Linked DNA regions of Mus musculus: region 1 is linked to region 2. Evidence: chromatin contacts called from public Hi-C data. All regions are on one chromosome and are shown on one strand. The core of a region is the stretch at or near the end of the contact, and the rest is flanking DNA. Distances in the headings are between cores, read along the strand shown. Region 1 has its middle 300 kb from the start of Gm23738. Region 2 has its middle 660 kb from the start of Gm23738.

Region 1 (3,488 bases), core at 479-2,978, 360 kb before region 2:
CTTGAGTCTTGTCTGCCTCCTTATTACTTTATCTTTCTCATCAAGATTAACACTCAACATATGGCTAGTGATCTCTAAATGTTTTTGCACGAATTAACCCAGGTTTTGTATTGTCAGCATCTTTTCTTAGGCCTTTATGCATGCCTTTAGTAGATTAATAGAACTTTAATGATGATCATATTCAGTTCTCCACTTAAAAATCCTGATGATAAAATTAAAAGCAGACAGATAAAGGCACTGATTCTAAAATAAGGACATCAGGGAATTTGGTTTTGGATTAATTTGTGAGAGGGCAAGGATAACTCCATGGCAGGTTTCAAATTGACAGTTCAGGAAACTAGGCCTATATCTCTGTTTGCAAGAATTGAGCAAGTCCAGGCAAGTTCAGGCCTCAGTAGCTGCCTGGACACTAGGCTTGAGGCAAGGACAGTGGATCAGCAACAGTTTCCAGCCTTCCTCAGCAACCCTTTCAACATATCTCTAGCAACAGTTTCCAGCTCCCAAGGTCCCAGCAATGGTTCTGGAGTGTCCCTAGAGACGGTGCCAAGATTAGAACAGAGGTCAACTATCCCTCCTCAGAATTCCCCTAATTTGCTTTAAATCAGGTCTGCAAGCTCACTCAGGGCCTCTACATCTTTGTATATGGTAGACCCCAACATGCTGAAAATCTGCAGAATAAAACACTCTGCATTTATATACAATTTGAATTCATGGTAGCATTCTTCAATGAAACATGGATCTTTACATTAGCAAATATATACATGAGTAGATGCTTGAATGTATGCCATCTCTAAAGTCAAGATGCCTATATTTAATGCCTAGAAAATTCAGTCCTAACAACAACTGGCTTAATGAACTTTTATTACTTTCTTTACATAAGAAGATCTGTATTAACTACACTGTGAAATATTAATGGGTTTTATACTAGAGGAAGGATATTAAGTGCTTAAGGGTTACATATATGTTAGAAGATGGTGAAGAAGATAGAAGACATCTATGATTGATATAAAAAATTAAAAGAACAAAATTGAATATAGAACAAAAGGAAAAAATAAAAGAGTATAAGCGTCTTAATAAAAGCAATTCATTGTTCCGGCACTAGGTTGTGAACATAGCAAGTATAATTTAATCATTACAATAGCCCACATTATTATCCCATACAACAGCTGATTGCATACCTATTTCATTCTCAAACAAAATTGTAAACAACATATTTAGTTGTAAATACAAATATATATTCAAGTCCTATGTAACTTTCACCTTCAAAATCTAAATGTACTCACAAAGATCTGTCTATTTCTTATGGAAAGGTAAATTACATAGACATTAGCCCACAGGTATTTTCTACATCTTCTTTTTAAGCATATTTTAAACAACCCTAGCTTCATTTTCATCTGATTTCAGATGCTATTTTCATCTATATTCAGAAATCAACACTGCCATCTTCCCCTACAGGACACACATTTAGTCTCCAGACCATAGCTAGCTGTCAGAAGAAATCAATTGTAGTGACAGATTTCTAGTGAGATGTTCAAAATGAAACCTGTTTAATTGCTGTTAATTCTTTACTCCTGCAAGCTTGGATTTTGTAATGTTAAACTTGTTGGCCTAGGAAAGGTGCCAACCTAGTGTCAAGGTCTATCAATTTGGTTGCTTGGTAATAAAAAGAACAATGACTGTTCTGAGCCAAGAATCACTGTACCCTTCATCCAGAGGTCTCTACCACCTGCCTTGTGCCTAGTGAAGTGGAGAAACTCATTAATAGAGATGGAAGGAGGATCAGCAGTGGTGATGGTAGGAGGAGTCTCTTTGGGAGCAGGAGCATTACCAGCAGCAGTGGTGGTAAAACTAACTTTAATAATGACTAACTATGCAGGTAGCAGGAAACATTCTAATCATGTTATGTCATCATTTCTTATTGTTCTTATAAAACATATTGAAGTTAGGCTCATGAAAGTTAAGACTAATGCATGATTTCTCAAGGGTCACATTACAATCAAATAACTGAACATGTTCTCATATTAAATTTTAACAGATAAGGCCATTACTTTATTTAATAATGATATAATATCTATTTTGAATTTTCTTCATATAAAATGTCAGAGTAAATATGTAGAGGGGATAATTCATTTCATCTGACAGATTGTAGCCTTGAGATCTATCTGGAAAGATTCCCAGTATTCATCAATACTTTCATATTTATTTTATGGTACATTTTAAGTTGTTACTAAAGTATAACAAGAAAGACTTTCTTAAATTCAAATTCTACCATAAACCACACACTACATCCACATACAAACACACCATTGCCATTAACCAAATATGTTCACTATTGTTTTGGTAAATGTTTCATAAATGGTTGTCCAGGATGAAGATGAATAATTTGAGTTGTGTAAATATTCCTATCAGGCTAATTGTATGTCCAAATCTGAACACAGGTTTCATATATAATACTAAGAGTTATGTAGAAGTTTACACAAACTCTTTTATGACTGTTTTCTATCTTAGTATTCTTTACTATTATACACCATATTTATAGGAGGATATAAGTTCTTTGCTATCACTTAGACCAAGAGAGTTTCCAGGGTCCGCACTGAAATGAACACACACATTGATATTAAATAAACCACAAAGTATTATACAACCATATGTAGGTTTAGATTTCTCTCTAAACCTTCTTGGTTTAGTGTTCTTAATGCTTCAACCTCTACTCTAGACCACTGACCAGAGATAGGGGAGAAAGAAGATTAATAGTAGAAGCGGGTTTAAAAGTAGTTCCTTCAGGAAGTAGTTCCTTGGGTAGAGTCCTTTTTAGAAGTAGTTCCTTGGGGAAGTGGTCCCTTGGGTAGAGTCTACTCTTCTTTGTCAGGATAACAGCAATCTAGTTCAATAGCAAGCAATCCAACAGAAACAGCCAAGCTCCACTGAATAAGCATGAGGCAGTGGAAGCAACTCAAATCATCTGGAATACTACATGAAGTACTTTGGCATACTTCTCTCTACAAAATCAAGACCAGCAAAGACCAGCAAAGAAAGGAAGCATCACAAAGCATAACGATACAAGAGCCTTCTCTCACTGTTTGTGGGATTCCATTTATACTCTTTCCAAATATCACACTGCCTCTCAAGTATCTGTTTCAGCAAAACATCCTCTCATAAGACACCATCCAGAAAAAAAACATCACATGACACATCCAAGTTTCCAAAGAAAACAGGAACTTCCTCTTCAACCATAATCCTACTGTAAGTTTCACATCTGCTATAAATTCCTTTTTCAAAATTAATAAGAAAAGTGATCTCTACCCATGTTAGCTATAGGATGCTTTTGGTCTTTCAAAGTTATTGTATGGATTGTAATCCCACACTGAGATTATATTCTGAGACACTACTTTTACACTAGCAATTAAGGTTAAATAATCGTTTTGTTTTGTTTTGTTTTGTTTTGTTTTGTTTTGTTTTGTCTTTTCAAGACAGGGTTTCTCTGTGTA
Region 2 (3,311 bases), core at 243-2,742:
AAATCAAGAAGTTAATTAACATGTTCAGGATCACCTTTTATCGATAGATTGGATTGTTTGATTTACTTTACTATGGATTATTTTCTTTAACACAACCTTTGGAACCACATCAGACAAGACCAATTATAAGTATCAATCTTCAATTGGATAACTTACTTTGGTGGTGAATATATATATATATATATATATATATATATATATATATATATATATATATATATACACATACATACATATATATACATACACACACATACATACAAATTGTTGGGCATTCAATATTTGGTCATAATACAGTGCCCTCTTTTATCATCATTATAATATGATTTCTAGTTATAACTAATGAATATATTACAACATAAAAAAACAGAAATTGAATTGATATTAAAGGCACAGAATAATACAGTAATTATAGGAAAATTCCTTCCTCCCAAGTATTTATTCATCATAATAAAATTTAATTTTTGTTCTTTGGAAGGGCTGCACCATGTAGTTATGCACACTGAGTCATGTTTATCTCTGAAAGCCAGCATTCACATCGCACATGACATCACATCTTTTCACAGCCTCTGCTGAACATCTGGAAAGCACATGTGTATGTGGAGACACAATGACGTTCTGATTTTTCATGAAGTCCCTGTTCAAATTGCATTGGTGTGTTGTCTTTAATATCTCAGTAAATGTCATGCCCAAGAGACTCATAGAGCTATATAAGTACTCCTTCTCATCCCTTCATGCTTTGCCTATTTTTAGAGGCACAGGTTGCCACTTCCAAGGCACTCTATTTGACAAATGCTCAACATGTGTTCTTCACAAGCTAAAGAAATTTTTACTTTGTTCTTTTTTGCTACACTCTCATCATTTTCTCAACACTTTCTTACAAAGCATCACCTCATAGTGTTAACATTTTTAATACTCTAATTTAAAATTTTAGTACCAATGAATATTTTTGTTAAATATACTGATACCCTACTTATATCAGTCCAAAAGATGACCAATGATCAATATTAAAATCTTATCTTGTACCTGTATCATGTTTATGCAGTGTACCTAATTCTTTGATACTTGAAAATGTATTCATCCTTAAAATTACAGAGAAATATAGTAAAGCAGGCATTAAAACTTCTGTTTTTAATTAGATTAAATTGCCACCAAACAGTACTATTTGTTCAATTCAACCTACTTCTGTATTCACTTTCCCTGAGTCTGTCTCACAATAGCACTATTCATCTCACCACTGATAGGGCAGTTTTGAATAAAGGCAACATATTTTGCTTAAGATCTATAATATCTAAGCTCTAGGGCCACATCCCAAACTGGATCCCTTGGATCCTTTTTTCTATTTTTATTCTTTCCACAGTAGGACACCCGAGAGACATGCAGAGAGTCAACCGAGCTGGACTGGGTGGGTCACAGATGTGTTGTCTTCTTCCCCACAGTCCATGCCACCTGGCACCACCTGTCCTTGTTATCCGGTGCCAGGTGGAAAGGCCACCTCATTCCACAACAATCAGAGCTTGGAATAAAAGCAGCAAAGCAAGCGACTGCCCTTTCCTGTGTTCTGTTTTCATAGCAATTGCTGCTGAGATAATCAGATGTTTGTTCCAAGTGATAATTTCTCATTTGTTTACTCTGGCCATTGGATGCACAATTGGGGCCATGGCTGGAAATGTAAGACTTCAGCAGGGTGGCTGGTGACATCTGAGCCTTTGGAGGCAAAATCAGAGGCAAGAGATATATTCATGACCAGAAATGAGCAGCAAGTACAGTTCAGGATAAATCCCAGATATCAAACATTTCCTCTGAAAATCTAGTCTTCAATTATTAGGACCAAAATTGTCACTGAACAGAGGCTCAGAAGCCTAACATCCCTTGGAAACTGCTTTTGCTCTTGATCTTCTGTATCTCTCATCTCTGAAAGAGAAGAATGATAAACAATAATGGCAGGATTGCAAAATGAAAAAGAAAATGTACTTTCCTATTTAAAATTATCTATTATTTTTAGACTGTCTCTGTGTCAGACTCTAGTCATCTACAGTAGAAACACTAGGGAATCATAGAACCGTGCTGTGGAGATGGATCCATCCATAAAGTGCTTGTCAAAAAAGACAAAGGACCTCTAGTTGGATCTCCAGCATCTATGCAAAATGTTAACAGTAGCTGTGCACTACTGAAATCTAGGTGCTAGAGGAAGAGACCAGTGGAGTTCTTAAAGGTCACTTACAAAACTATCCTAGACTAAAGCATGAGTGCCAGATTCACTGAGATAGCCAGTCTCAATAAATAAGTTCGGAGCATAATCAAGGAAAGACACCCAAACCTGGACCTCGAAGTACACATATACCCAGTATCACAATGCACACAACCAAGTACCCATGCATATACACACTATCAAGTACATATCACATACAAAGAAGAATGATAACAACAGAAACCATGCTAGCTGACCATCTCCTAATATTTCCAAGTATTCCTTGCTATGGCATCAACAGCCCTCTTGGCTCTTTCCTCTCAGTTCTTTGCTGCAAACAACTCCCTCTCTCTGAGTTTCTACAACTTTTCTCACTATTTCAATGTTTCTGGAAAACTTTATGGCTCAACTGTATCCTTGCTCAGGTCTCTGCCACAAGGTAATCTCTCAAGTGTGCCCTACTGCAAATACAGGTGAATCTAAAATACTCCCCTCTAATGCTATCTATCCTTTGTATCATTCATTTCCCCATACTTAGCTCCCAGGAGCTGACATGTCTTTAGCACAAACATTCACAGCCGGAGAAATTGATGTTTTAATGGTGTCTCAATGATGAGAGGACCTTCATGTTTTGCATTCATTGTTATAATTACAATTACTTGTACAGTGCCTTACACATAACCATTTTATAATATATACATAATTACTTATGCATAAATATTACCTATTCAATAACTATTTATTGAATACAGAAATAAATGAATGTACATATAAATTGAAATCCAATTATTTTGTTAGAATCATTTTGGTCAAATTATTTTGCTGGCTTTAGGATTTTATTACCTATAGGAAGTTATGTAGTATGTACAATGTTTAATAACCTAAGGTATAATTATGATTACTTTAGAGAAGTTAGTGGCTGGAACACTGACTTTCAGTAACTTTATTCAATACATGCTGCACTTGCCCAAATCCCTAAACCATAGCCTCAGTCATCAAATGTGATAGAATTAACTTCTTATGATGGACAAAATACCTTTCTTTCCCATGTATATTTTGCCTAACCAAAAACAGCTCCTAAACACATCTGACAATAAGCTCAAATATACTATGACTTAAC

Evidence for each region. A called contact is a pair of places that touch in the nucleus more often than the background predicts.
Region 1: a Hi-C map of cerebellar granule neurons shows a contact between it and region 2, with 2.2 times the contacts expected there. The contact joins two enhancer-like sites. A contact is called at or near these places in 4 of 484 Hi-C or Micro-C datasets (brain, cerebellar granule neurons and cerebellum).

The regions. Positions count from the first base shown.
Region 1 is chr4:67,883,616-67,887,103 of GRCm38.p6, reverse strand. No RefSeq gene overlaps it. Among named protein-coding and RNA genes, the nearest start is that of Gm23738, 300 kb to the left of the region's middle. Within about 2 kb of position 1,728, at least 2 of the 459 cell types and tissues checked have an H3K27ac peak or open chromatin away from gene starts, as enhancers often do. A contact at or near this core is called in cerebellar granule neurons and cerebellum, where this site is marked.
Region 2 is chr4:67,520,607-67,523,917 of GRCm38.p6, reverse strand. No RefSeq gene overlaps it. Among named protein-coding and RNA genes, the nearest start is that of Gm23738, 660 kb to the left of the region's middle. Within about 2 kb of position 1,492, at least 5 of the 459 cell types and tissues checked have an H3K27ac peak or open chromatin away from gene starts, as enhancers often do. A contact at or near this core is called in cerebellar granule neurons and cerebellum, where this site is marked.